2 separate regions of the Oryctolagus cuniculus genome follow, and region 2 is linked to region 1. The links are chromatin contacts, called in public Hi-C maps. All regions are on one chromosome and are shown on one strand. Each heading gives the region's core, a stretch centred on a gene start, on an enhancer-like site or on the middle of the called end of the contact. The rest is flanking DNA. Distances are from core to core; before and after follow the strand shown. Region 1 holds the start of RAB7B (RAB7B, member RAS oncogene family). Region 2 has its middle 16 kb from the start of CTSE.

Region 1 (7,155 bases), core at 2,852-5,351:
TGGCCGAAACACAGATAAGTAATACGCATATCTTTGTGAAAAGAATGAACACATTACTCTCATACATTGAACACATACAATGCAGTCACTGGCACAAATTAAGGGCCCAAGAAGTGCCAGACGGTTGATGACTGTTATCCACACACAACGCAGCCTGTCGGGTCGACACGATTCGAATCTTTATTTTATTCCCAAAGAAATGGCTGTCTAAAGAAGTTAGGCATTTTCTCCCTCAAGACAGAAGCCTGCACGTGGTACAGCCCGCACTTGGTGCTGGTATTTGAATCCCCAGCCTAACTCCAGAAACTACAGTCCCAGCTGTGAATTTCTACTGCTTGTTTGCAAAACTCCAGCGGGAATCACCCAGCCTGTCCCCGTCGGAGAGCTCCGGGCCTGGCTGGGTGAGGGTTTGACAGGGGGCAGCCCAGCTGGTATGAGTAGGATGTTGGGGGCTGTAGGGAGAGAGCATCTGTGATACAGGCAACTGAGGATCACCACCCGAAGTGGAAATCACCCTTACCTAATAGAAGACAGCACAGCAGCAAGCCAATGGATAAACAAATGTCAGCAAGTAGACAATGGAAGTCTTTAAAGAATCAGGACACTTTCAAAGGAGACTCAAACCTACTAATGATCGTGGAAATGTAAATTTAAAGATATTTCATTTATCCACCAGAGGAGAAACGATTTGAAAGGACGGCTGATCACGCTGAGGGTGGGCAGGCTGCAGGAGAGGCACTCCCGGGGCAGGGGTAGAGCGCGAGTCGCACAGGCATTTCGGAGGGCATTTGACGCTATCAAAACCTCGTCTGCTCAGACCCTCGACTCTCTTGCTAGGACTCGGCCCTGCTGAAACTCACACGCGTGCTCGCAGGTGTCCTTGTACACGGACGACTGCCCAGGCGTGGGTGTCATCCAAGCGCCCATCAGGCAGATTGCCCATATGGATTCTGACCCACTCCCACTCTGCAGTGCTGGGCAGGTGTGAAGAGATGACGCCAGGACGTGGGAGGCCACGCGTGGTAATGTGAGTCAAAAAACGAAGGCCGAGGGACGATGCGGATGGCAGGATCGCAGTTGCCTGACAGCAAGCAGCAGCCTCCTGGCCCGTGATTCATGTCTTATGTGTGCTTTCCCTGCAAACGCGCAGCCAGCCAGATGCACACCAAATGATGAATAAGAGAGAGCGGGCAAGGCAGAAGAGAGTCTGAGGGCCACTGGGCCATTTTATGTGCCTGGCTTTAAAATGTGTTGCATACACAAGCCTAAGTTATTTTTTATTTGACAAGCAGGGTTAGACAGTGAGAGAGAAAGACAGAGAGAAAGGTCTTCCTTCTGTTGGTTCACCCCCCAAATGGCCGCTATGGCTGGCGCTGCACTGATCCGAAGCCAGGAGGCAGGTGCTTCCTCCTGGTCTCCCATGTGGGTGCTGTGGGTTCAGGGCCCAAGCACTTGGGCCATCCTCCACTGCCTTCCCGGGCCACAGCAGAGAGCTGGCCTGGAAGAGGAGCAACTGGGACTAGAACTCAGTGCCCATATGGGATGCCGGCGCCACAGGCGGAGGATTAACCAAGTGAGCCATAGCACCGGCCCCCAAGTTATTTTTTAATTAAAAAAATCAAATAAAGGCTTTTTAAAAGACTACGTGCAGCCCAGAGTCCTCTGAGTGTGATTTCCCCATGTGACGATGCCCTCCAGGGTCCGGGGTGGGATGGGGAGGCTCCCGGGGGAGCCTGCAGTCAGGGCTCTCGCCCTGCTCCCCACACGGGTGGCCCAGGGGGGTCCTGCGCACTCACCAGGGAAATGGACGTCCCTCTGGGGGGTTCTCACAGCACAAGAGGCCCCCCCGGTTGGGGAGGATCCAGAAGAGCAGGAGGAGCTTAGGGGCCAGAGACCCGGCTGTGGTGCCAGCCGCCGTCCCCATGGCTGCCGTGTGCAGCCTGCACCCCACCGGCAGGCCCACCGAGGCCGTCTGCCCCACGCTCCCGCCCAGTGCTCGCACCTTCTCCATCGCAGCTGGAGCGATGCAGCTGCCTCTCCCGGGGCGGGTTGAGTCCTCAGTGCATGCCACCCTGCTGACGTTTGGAAGCTACTGCCTGGATTTTACTTGAATCCTTTTCTCCCTCAGATCCTTGTCGCCTGCACTCCTTCCAACGCCCTGACCGCCTGGGTCCCTTCCCTTGGTCCTGCCCTCAACGTGTGCTGGCACCGCAAACTCCCCACCCAGCTCCCAAAGGGACCCGCATCTGCTGAAGCTGCTATTTAAAAACAGCAGCTCTGAGTCCAGGATCACCCACAGCAATGAGCGTGGTGAGGACTGGGTCAGTGGCCAGGATCGGGAGTGGCCAGGCGGATACTGGCTGGGCTCACCTAGAAGGCTTGTGCAGATTCAGGGTGGCGGAAGTCCCTTCCCTTGCCCACTCTCCTCTGCCGTTGGCTGGGCCTTGGCCATGGCTGTTCTTTGAGGCCTCCTCCCACCCACTCGGCTGAGTCAGATGTTTCAAACCAGGGCATCTTCCTGGAGGCCGGGCTGTCACCCTTCTCTGTTAAATAACCGAGAGAGACACGACTGGACTGCAGGCCCCTGGCCCGGGGCGGCCGGAGCAGAACCGGCAGCCGTCACCTCCCGCTGCAGGTGACCCGCTGATCTCCAGCTGTTACCTGGCAGGACTTCCAGGCTTGGAACCCGGAGCTGGCCCATTTGCCAAAGCTCAGGTGTAGCTTGGTCCCTGCACAGCAAGGGAGCTGTTCTCTCGCACCTGCTCTGCTCTCACCCTCCCACTCCCCTTTCTCTCCTTACCCCACTGGCCCCAGCCAGGACCCAGGCACAGTCTTCTGCGTCTTTGTGCTGGGATGGCTGCCGTTCCTGGGGGCAGGCACAGCAGCGAGCAGGGCACAGCAGAGTCTGGAAGCAGACACAGGCTCCCCACCCTGTCCTGCTATTTCCTCTGACTTCTCGCTCTGCTTCTCGGCACCCCCTCTCCCACATGCTATTGCCTTGGAAAATGACAAATACACCCGCCCTAAAACACAGAGCTCTCTCAACTGCTCCACCCACTAAACCCTAGCAGGTCTAGGCCTGCTCCTTCGGGGAAGTGCACCCAGAGCCTGGTTTCAGGAGCCTTAGCATTCTCCCCAAGTAGACTGCGCGTTCCCAGTGGGCAGGGCAGTGCCCTACACCTCTCTGTATCTCCCCACCCCCAAACAGACTGGGACTAGAGGCCTCTACAAGTAACCATCCATTCTTTTGTCCACAGCTGTGTCCATGCATCTATGCGTCCACACCTCCAGCACACCTGCTGCACGCCTGCTGCGCGCACCAGCCCTCTGGGGGCCGGAGGATACAGAGTTACCATCTCAGTGGGAGCTCTGCCGGTGGGGGATTGGTGGCCAAGCCCAGAGGAACTGTTTTTATTGAAGCACAATGCGCGCCTTACAGAGAACCTGCAATTTTCAGAAAGCTCCAGACAGCGGTGGATTCCTGCCTCAAGAACAAATTGGCTGCAAGCTGGGGCAAGAATCCAGATCCGCCCGACTCTGCACCTCTCGCCCAGCCTGGCAGCGCTGTGCTGGGAAGTACACTAATGATCTCCAACAGGCGGGGCGACACAGCTTCCACCCAGAAAGTAGCCAGAGGCCGCGGGCCCTCCCAGGGGGCTCCGGTTTCCGGCAGGCCCTGCGGGTTTGGGCAGCGACGCCGCCCTCTCCGGGCCGACCACGCCGGCAGCAGCGCCCCGCCTGGGACTGACGGCCCTTGCAGACTCCCCCAGCTGGACCCCAGCCCGCGGGCCGCACAGGGAAGTCTCACGCCCCAGGAACTTCTCCAAGGCCGGGTCCCGGCCGCCTCTACGCCCTGCAGCAGCGAGTCTCGGCCTCCATCCTTGCCTCCCCCGCCTCCGCGCCTCCCCCAAGCACCCAGATAGCTCGGACGCCGGCCAGGAGGACCGCGCCGAGCCGCCAGGGCACTCACAGCGGCTGCGGCGCGCACTGGGCATCCGAGGCTGGCCGGCAGCTCTCCAAGAGTCTGGGGCGTGTCGCCGGGCGCGGAGCGAGCCCCCGAGGTGGCCGAGGCCAGGGCTTCCCCGAGTTTTCCTCCTCTCCCTCTCGGCACACACTTGGGAAAGTTGCACAAGAGGCTGGGCCGGGGTGACCTCAGCCGTGTGGGCGGAGGGGGTGGGGTGGAATGGGAAAGTCAGGGCCTTGCCGCTGCTGCCTGCTGCCGGAGCTTCCTCCCCGGGGAGGGCCGAGGGTGGCGGCCCAGGGCCGGGAGCTGCACGTGTGGCGCCAGGGGGGCTCCAACTGCTTTGGCCTTTCTGTTGGTGGAATTTTCAGATACACACAGGTGTGCTGGACTCGGTCTCACCACCAGCCTGGAGGGAGGAGGTCAGGTCCTCCCGTCTTACCCTGTCCTCGTTATTGTACACGCATGCACGTACACACACACACAGCACACCGTACTCCTATCTCACAGCCCCACACACACACCACACCACACCACACACCACACCCCATCTCACACACATACACCATATCTCCATCACACACACACATATCACATACCAAACATCACACATCATACCTCCATCACACACAGCACACCACACACACACACACACACACCCCACACACCACACATACCAAACATCATACCTCCATCACATACATCACACCGCACACACACACACACCCCATACCACACCACACACCATACCCCCATCTCACACATGCACACACACACACCATACCTCCATCACACACAGCACACCACACACACACACACCACACATACCAAACATCATACCTCCATCACATACATCACACCACACACACACACCCCATACTACACCACACACCATACCCCCATCTCACACATGCACACACACACACCATACCTCCATCACACACAGCACACCACACACACACACACCACACATACCAAACATCACACTTATACCTCCATCACATACACCATACCACACACAACACTACACACAAATACCCCCATCTCACACACATACACACACCACACGACACTCCTATCTCACAACACACCCACACACACCAGACCATACCACACACCATATTCCCATCACACACACACACACCACATATACCACACACCATACCCCCATCTCACACACACATCACACACACATACCACACACACATACACACACCACACATCATACACTCATCTCTCTCTCTCTCTCTCACACACACACACACACCCCCAGTAGATGTGAGCGATGTAAGGCTGGTCCTAACACCTCCCAGGGCTCTCGGGTGAGACTGTGCGAGCCACCCTGAGGATGGCGGAGCCCCCAGTGACTTCAGATGCTGGCGTGTGAGCTGCCTGAGCCGCGCCTTGGAGACTGCGGCTGCAGATGAAAGGGGACAGGAGCGAGTTCTGACGATGCCCAACCCGGGGCGGTCACCAGCGCTCATGGCCCAGGGTGCCTGCACCTGCCGCACCCTCCATCCCCTTCTGGGCAGGCTATGGCCCCAGCTGGCCCACGCCTTTGTCTAACACCCCTCGCTGTCAGCGGTCCTGCCATGTGGGACAGGAGTCTCCAGGCTGCTGCTCGCACCCTAAGGCCAGAGCCAGGACCTGGCATCCCACACCCACCACTCCGCGTACAGGCCTGCCGTGGAGTTTCTGGTGGAACCAAAGTTGAAGTTCATTTCCTTCTTCCGATATGCAAACATGCCTGCAGGGCGGATGCACTGCTTTCCACGGAGGGCGATGCTGGACAGGGCACCCTGCCAAAAGTGCATCAGTACACCCCGGCTCGGGCCACCCTCCGACTTATGGTGGCTGATTTGCTCTTTAATTGTCGCCCTGTTCCTCCTCTTCTTCTTTTTCTAAGATTTTTTAAAATAAAAATATTTATTTATTTATTAGAAAGGGAGAGTCTTTCTCTCTCTCTCTCTCTCTCTCTCTCTCTCTCTCTCTCTCTCTTACACACACACACACACACACACACACACACACACTGATCCTCTGTCTCCTGGATCATTCCCTAAATGGCCTCAAGGCTGGGGCCTGGCCACACCGAAGCCGGGAGCCTGGGATCCCATCTGCGTCTCCCATGTGGGTGCAGGGGCCCAAGCACTTGGGCATCTCCTGCTGCCTTCTCAGGCGCATTTGCAGGGAGCTGGCTCGGACGCACAGCAGCCGGGACTCCAGCCGGCGCTCCAGGATGGAATGCCAGTGTCACAAGCAGCTGTGTAACCCACTGTGTCACAATGCTGGCGCCAAGACAAGGTTTAAATGGAACGTGTGTGTGTGTGTGGTGTGTGTGTGTAAGAGAGAGAGAGAGCGAGAGAGAGCGCGCAGAGCCGTGTGGTTTCTCAGAGAACAGGCAGAAGCTCCCACGGGGTCCATGTGCGGCTGCGGCCGCCTCCCCGCTGCGGCAGGTGCTTTCGGTCTGGGGAAGTGAACTGACGTCCGCTGCTCCCTACAGCTACTGAGCGCGGGACTGAAACCTGGGCTTTCGCGATGCTGGCAGAACTCTGCCCGCCGCCTTTGGAAGCTGAGTCACCGGCCACCCTGGGTAGCTCCACTTCCTCCGTCCACGTGGATCACAAGTCAGCAACTTCCCTTTTCTCTGACACACGCTCCCGTGGGGAGTGACACAGCGCTTCTGGCCTGCGGAGGAGGCCCTGGCAGCGCTTGTGCTGTGGCTCCGGGCGCTTCCTCCTTTGCCTCTTGCGGTCATTCATTCAGTAATCTGAGCACACGGGCCTTTGGAGTCATACAAATGGGTACTTGCATTTTTCAGTGGAAATAAGACAGGGAGCAAATAAAGATGCAAGAAACGCAGCCAAAGGGTGTGGGGGCTTAGAGGCGGCCAAGAAGGGCGTGGAGCATGCGCATGCGCAGGAGCGGGGCAGGTGGAGGAGAGAAGCTGGCTGATTAGCATGAAAAGTGATTTGGGGGTGGGAAAAGAGGCCCTGGCTGGCAGGAGAGGGGCACACAGAGAGGCTACAGGACACAGGTCACCCCCTTTGAAACACGGCCTTGGTGCTAAGAGGCCCGTTTGTGGGGATCCTTGAAAAAGTTCATGGAGAAATGGAATTAAAGAGGTAAGTGTAGGGGCCAGCCATGTGGCGTAGCGGGGAAAGCCACCGCCTGTGATGCCGACATCCCATATG
Region 2 (7,155 bases), core at 2,155-4,654, 37 kb after region 1:
GCTAGAGGCAGAACTCATTAGGAACATCCTCCAGCTCACCTGTTCCTACCTAACCTTCCTGCCTGTGCTCACATATCACATGGAAGATTGATTCTCCGCTACAGATTTCTAGGTCGTGCAGGGTTCCAACGGGACGTGGCCTCAGAGCCGCTGGTACAGCCCTGGCATGGCCCCTGACCTGTGAAGTGGCCTGGGACAAGTCACTGCCCACCTCTGTAAACCAAAGGGGCCTTCACAGCTGGCAACTTGCAGGGCCGGGCAAATTGAGTGAAGCCGCCCTTGTTGCTGAATCTCCAATGATGGTACTTAGAAATGTCACCAGAGAGAAGCCGCAGGTTCTTGTCTTCACGCAAGAAAGAATTCGGGCAAAGTAAATTCAGAGAGCAAAGTAATAGGGCTTGACTGGGGACAGGGCATCCATCCGAACGGAAGGGACAGAGAGTGAGTGCCCAGTCACCTGGACGGGGGCAAGCAAGGTTGCATGGCTGAGTGGAGAGAATACACCTGGGCAGGCCAGGCTGGTGCCTCGGCAGAGAGACGCAGTCTTTGTTTAGTGTCCTGGTTTTTAAGGGAGTCTCCTTCCTCCTTCCCCCTTCTCCTTTAGGATAGAGTTTTGTGGAGAGGAAATTGGCAAATTCTTCCCAGGTTTGGGGAGCCCTGGCACAGGGCGAAGGCAAAAGAGCTTCCCCTTTGGTCTCCCGGGAGCTTTCCCTGGGACCACCTGGGAGGTCATCTGGGTGTGGGCAGGGCTTTGAAGTGCAAGATGCTGGGCTCCAGGCTGGCTTCTTCAGGCCCTTCTTGCACACACATAGGCTAATTTTTAACTTCCTACCTAACAGAATCTTAGAGGGCGTTTTTTCCAAATAAGACTCTGATGAAAAATCTGAGCATCTATGCTTTCCTCCTATCTAAATTTCTGCTGATGTGCTGAGCATTGGATTCTGGACAAGGAGGCCACGAAGTGTGGGTGGGCAGCAAGGTTCAAGTTCACGGTCAAGGATTAGGGCCGTTTAGATGGCTGCTCGCTCAGCAGGCGGTTCCCAGAGCAGGCTTCACGCTGCCGCCTGCCTTGGGAATGGATGTGGCGTCCTGGCTCGGGGAAGGAGAAGCCCTCATTATCTGTCCGGCAGATGGGCGAGGGCTGCTGTGTGCTTTCATCGGCCGGCTTGTCTTGTTAATCCCCGCTGAAAAGCCTCCTTCCATGGGCGGCGGCACAGTGGGGCGGCCGCTTCCAGGCCTCTCTTTGGGGGCTCTCGCAGCCCCTTCCTTTTGCAAAGATGGATGTGAGGAGCAGATCAAGTCCAGCCTGGGGCTCCTCCCAGCTGCGGCTCTGTGAAGCCCCCTACCCTGGTCCCCCGGCTCAGGCCTTACCCGAATTTCTTTATTCCATGCCTGCTGATTCCGCTCAGAAAGCCGGGTAGGTTAATTTTCCAAGTGAGTTGCCATCGCTTGTTCCAAATCCCTGGAGGGTAAATTTAAGCGGGCTGAGGCATTGGTCCTTCTAAATGGGGTTTAGGGCTGAACAGTGATTGTTATCGGGTGAGCCAGGCTGAGCCATAAAGTAGTTCGCTGCTGGTCTCTGAGCCTTGATGTTTAAAAAAAAAAAAAGGTGGGGGGGTGGATAAAGGGATCCTGGAATACACCCTTTATCTACTTCCCCTTTGAAGTCAGATTCTGGGGTTTGTAGGTGGGCTGGGGTGGGGGAGGGAGAAGGGCTTTGTAACCCTAGGTTTCATGAGTGTCTGTTAGCAGCCCATGGTTCAGCACAGTCAGGAACCCCTGCCTAACACTGTGGAGCTGAAAACAAAAGGAAAGAAGACATTTTGTACGAACAAAGGCCCTCTTGAGTTACTTCTGGGAAACAAACCAGCTAGCTAGCGAGCAAACACACTCTCTCCAGGGGGCTCGCCAGGCATATACCCCGCTGTGATCTGTGAGTTTATTAATTTTTTTTCTGAGAAAATCCATCAGAAAAGAGCCCAGGACTAGAGGAGGTGATTGCACCTTGCAGGTGGCAGTCTGAGTGGGAAGAGACGTTAGTCTGCTGCGCTAAAACTTGTGGGCTTTGCCTCCCCCCCCCCCCCCAAAAAAAAAAAAAAAAAAACACCCAGAGGCTATGTCTGAAAAACCAAAGGCAAAACTAACCTGAAGCTTAACAAAGTTGTAAGTCCTGTGATTGCCCCACGGAACAATGCAGCACTTTCAGAACAAGCTCGCTGAGCGAGTGGCGAGCGGCGGTTCTCGCCTGCCCAGCGTGCTGTAGCTGTGCGGGACTCAGAGCCCAGGGCCTGGTGTCCCGGACACAACCGTGAGAGTAGGAGAAGCAAAGTTTTATTTAAATAAAAAGAGAAACTCTGAACAGCATGGGCGGGGCCGGTAGGCAGAGAGACCAAGCCAGCCGCTGTGGTCTCCAGTCTGCTGTGTCGGTGTGTCTGTAACACATCATCTCCAAGCAGCGGCGGTAGTGGTTATGCATTAGTGACTGTGAAAGCCGGGGGCAGGCTTCATGGGGCTCTTTCCGGCTTGTTTTTTATTGAGACCTGGGTCTTGTCCCCGAAACCTAGATCTTGTCCTGTTGATAAGTGTTTGTGACTAGGAGGCCACCATCTGATTTGTTCAGTGTGGACGTGCTGGGACGGACGGAGCTGCAGGATGGAGCCGGTCTGGCCTGCTTCTAGCCCGGGTCTCCCTCATTGGGCCTGCAATGCAGACCAGGGAGGGGACAGAGGGAGGACAGGGAGGGGACGGAGGGAGGACAGGGAAGGAACGGAGGGAGGACAGGAAGGGGACGGAGGGAGGACAGGGAGGGGACAGAGGGAGGACAGGGAGGGGATGGAGGGAGGACAGGGAAGGAACGGAGAGAGGACAGGGAGGGGACGGAGGGAGGACAGGGAGGGGACGGCTTTCACGGCTGCTGGGTCCAGGCAGAGGCTTCCAGGAGAATGGTTGCGTGGCTGGACTCCCTCCCTGTTCCGGCCAGGCAGCGAATCCCTCCTCAGCTGGCGCACAGAGAGAGAGAGAGAGCAGGGAAACCGGCCGGGAAGCCCCTTGATGAGGCCGGGAGTAGGCCAGTTTTGGGGAGGGCTGGGTGGGAGAGCTGGTCCAGGCAGCTGATTAGAAATGCTCTCACTCTCTACCCTCCACGACTCTCCTCCTACTTGGCAGTGGTGAATCTGCTGAGTCGGTTCTGCACGTGCCTTTGATTTGCAAAATGAGCGACACAGAAAGTGACTCCAGGGGGGCCCAGGCATGCTGGCTGGGTGCGCAGATTAAAGTGACATTTACTGAAATGCGTTTTAAAATAGAATCGGAGGAAAGCAGAGACGGGTGCCCTTTGCTTATCCCATGTCACAATGAATTCATTGCCAGGAGGAAAAAAAAAAAAAACCACAACCTAGCTTCCTTGCAAAGGCGCTCCCTTGACCTACATCAAAAATAGAAGGCGCTACTAAAAAGATCCCAGGCCTGCAGGAGGGACTGCCCGCTGCGTCAGGTGCGAGGGGGGAGGTGGTCCGCTGTGAGCTCCGTGCCAGGACGTTAGCTTCCTGGGTGCTGTGTTCTCAGGCCGTGTGATGGCGCCCAGGAGGCCTTTAGGGACTCGCCTGGCCTCCGAACACTTCTTTATGAAAAACCACCTTCGCTCGCGAGGCTTCTGGTATCTCAGCGCGGGCAGAGATGTCAGGGTTGCCAGCCCTGGCCCCTCTCCTCATTCCTGGCCTCTGCTTTCTCCCTGTGTCCTTGCTGACCCCTGCGGGGGCCCTCACGCCCGGAGGGAGGCCAGACCCTGCTGCAGCCTGCCCTCTCCTTCCCTCCACTCCTCTCCTCGCCCTCCTCCTCCTCCTCCTCGTCCCCTCCAGCCCAGCATTGGCTCTCTGTGGACGCATTAGAAGACGCAGAGAAGCAAGGAGGAAGACTGAGAATCACCGGGAGTCTCACCACTCAGCAATAATGGCTGGCGATGGTCTTGGCCTTTCCTTCTCCACGAGGCTGACATGGGAAAGACCGTGTGTGGCACCCGTGCAGACACGGAGCACGGCACAGCTGGTTCAGCGGAGCGTATTTGCGATGGCTACGTGGTATTCCTCCATATGACATCCCACAACAGGCCCAACAGCCTGTCCTCACTGGCTGTTTTTGTTTAAAGATTTGTTTATTTTATTTGAAAGTCAGAATTACTGAGGGAGAAGGAGAGGCAGCAAGAGAGGGAGGGAGGGAGAGAGAGAGAGAGAGAATCTTCCATCTACTGGCAAGAACTCAACTGCTTGAGCCATCATGGCTGCCTCCCAGGGTGTGCATTCGCAGGCAGGTGGATTCGGGCACTGGAGGCAGGCGCTGGACCAGACACTCAAATATGGGCTGCAGACCCCTTAGCTGGCATCTGCATGGACAGTGATGGCATTTTCGTGGCTTTTTGATGCTCACCACCGATTTGCCCTTCATGAAAATTGCAACAGTTTATCTTCCTGGGGCTGACCCTGTGGCGTAATGGGTAAAACCACCCTCTGCTGTGCCGGCATTCCCATATGCATGCCGGTTCAAGTGCCGGCTGCTCCACTTCTGATCCAGCTCTCTGCTATGGCCTGGGGAAACAGTAGAAGATGGCCCAAGTTCTTGGGCCCCTGCACCCACGTGGGAGACCTGGAAGAAGCTCCTGGCTCCTGGCTTTGGATCAACACAGCTCCTGTCTTTGCGGCTGTCTGGAGAGTGAACCAGATGGCAGACCTCTTTCTCTTTCTCTCTGCTTCTCCTTCTCTCTCAGTGTAACTCTGACTTTCAAATAAATAAATAAATCTTTAAAAAAATTTTGTCTGTCTGCCATACACTGTCAGCCCTCAGGCTGAGGATTTTAGTGTTTTTTTTTTTTTTTTTTCAAAAAAGTGTTTAATTACAGTTGTGTGTCTTTGATCATTAGTGAGACGCAGGTTTTCAAACAGATGTGACCACTGCCCGTGTCTTTGTGCAAGAGTTCGTGGAGCTCGGGGCTCGAAGACTGGACAACACACCAGTGTAGAGCGGGGAGATGCCACCCTCCCTGGATGGCGGGCGAGGTGACGGGGTCTGTGTCACCGCAGGTGCTGGCTGGGAGCGTCACCCTGCCTGCCCAGGAAGCCCTGGGGATCAGAGCAGGAGGGCTCCTGGAGGAGGAGGCAGCTTGGCTTGGAGCCGGTGCACGGGCAAGGGCCACGCGGGTGAAGAGGCAGGCAGCAGTGTCCCTGGGGAGCAGGTGTGCACAGGCTTCTGAGACGCTGGGGCAATCCCGAGGTGGCTGCTGCGACAGCGTCAGAGGAACTGCCTGGGACACGGGGCTGGGAGGCGGCGGGACTCCAGCGGCGCCAGCAAGCCCTCTGCGCCCAGCTAAGACGTTTGCACTCTGCCCTGGGTGGCTGGGAGGCACTGATGTACCATAACACGCCCGAGGCCAGAGCACCTGGACAAGCTGCGGGTGCTCCGCCAGTTGACCTCTTGCCCTGGTCAGTTTGTAACAAATCATTCAGAGGTTCAGGGTTCCTGTTGGCCCCGATGATGCCTTTGTGGGTTATGAAGAAGATCTGCTTTTCAAGTTAGGTGAGAACAAAGCAGACACAAGTTGATTCTATACAGATTATATACTTAAAATGGTTGAATCAAAAATAATAGAAAATTGGTGGTTTTAGTCACGATAATTAGGAACTCAAAAATAAGGGCGGTATTTGGCACTCAGAGAAGACAGCTTGGGACACCCTCATCCCACGTCTGGGTGGAGCGCCTTGCTTCAAGTTCTGATCCGTCTTCCTGCTCATGTGCACCCGGGTAGCAGCAGATGACGGCTTGGGCGCTTGGCTCCCAGCCACCCACGTGGGAGACCCAGACTGGGCTCCCAGCTCCTGGCCTTGGCCTGGCCCAGCCCTGGTGTTGGGGATATTTGGGGAGTGAACTGGCAGACGGGAAAGTTCAGCCTGTCTCTCTTCCTCCCTCTCTGTCTTTAAAATGAAAAAAATTAAAATTAGGGAAAAAAAAAGAGAACAAGAAATTATCCAAAGAAAAACCCTCTGGGCTTTAACAATTGATCATAAGATCATTTCAGTCATAAACAATTTTCATGAAAGCAAGCGTTTTTGGTGGCAATTGCAACGCTCGCTTCTCGTGTTACCTTAGCTTCTGTAGGAACAGTCACTAGAATTGATAGGCATTCTTGCGATGCCGTGGATACGTAACTCCTTCTAAACTCTAGATGCAGGCAGCTACACTTCAGTGCTTGGTGATACTACCGAGGCTAATGTACACCAAGAGTTACGATAGTCATTACTGCAAATACAAGGAGACTTCAAAAAGTTCATAGAAAATGCATATTATAAAAAAAAGTACACATGGAATTCAAAATTTTGGACCACAATAAATTTCCATTGAATTCCATTTTTCCACCAACTTACCTCTTCCTGGAGCCCTGTGTGTGCATCACCTTGACTTCGGAAAGTGACTTTATTGTTTCAGTTCCTCTTCCAGCAATGTCTCATCAGTTTCACACTTCCTACTCTGTTCCTCAGCTCAAGTGTCAAATCTTTCTTTAAAAAGATTGGATTGTTTATTCATTTGAAAGGCAGAGTCACAGAGAGAGAAAGGGAGGGAGGCAGGGAGGGACAGAATCTTCCATCTGCGGATTCACTCCCCAGCTGAGGCTGGGCCAGGCTGGAACGCCACCCGGGTCTCCCACATGGGTGCAGGGACCCAAGCACTCAGGCCGTCTTCTGCTGCTTTTCCAGGCGCGTTAGCAGGGAGCTGGATCAGAAGTGCAGCAGCCGGGACTCGAACCAGTGCTTGTGATATGAGAAGCCGGTGCCGCAGTGGCAGCTTAACCCACTGCGCCACAGTGCTGGCCTGGGTATGCATGGTTTCTTAGCAGATGCTCCATGGATCTCTAGGTGGGTTTTGTCAGTTGTAATGATTTCAACCTGATTTTTCTTTTCTTTTTTTAATTTATTTATTTTTGACAGGCAGAGTTAGACAGTAAGAGAGAGAGAGAAAGACAGAGAGAAAGGTCTTCCTTCCGTTGGTTCATCCCCCCAAATGGCTGCCACGGCCGGCGCACTGCGCCGATCTGAATTCAGGAGCCAGGTGCTTCTCGTGGTCTCCCATGAGGGCGCAGGAGCCCGAACACTTGGGCCATCCTCCACTGCC

What was found. Hi-C and Micro-C count contacts between places; a contact is called where the count stands out from the background.
Region 2: a Hi-C map of psoas muscle shows a contact between it and region 1, with 3 times the contacts expected there. The contact joins the enhancer-like site here to the promoter of RAB7B in region 1. A contact is called at or near these places in 2 of 6 Hi-C or Micro-C datasets (ear pinna and psoas muscle).

What each region holds. Positions count from the first base shown.
Region 1 is chr13:21,240,898-21,248,052 of mOryCun1.1, forward strand. RAB7B (RAB7B, member RAS oncogene family) reads right to left here and starts at 4,102. Exons shown (of 7, transcript XM_070054944.1): 1 at 3,971-4,102; 2 at 2,371-2,543.
Region 2 is chr13:21,279,052-21,286,206 of mOryCun1.1, forward strand. No RefSeq gene overlaps it. Among named protein-coding and RNA genes, the nearest start is that of CTSE, 16 kb to the left of the region's middle. Within about 2 kb of position 3,405, at least 1 of the 8 cell types and tissues checked has an H3K27ac peak or open chromatin away from gene starts, as enhancers often do.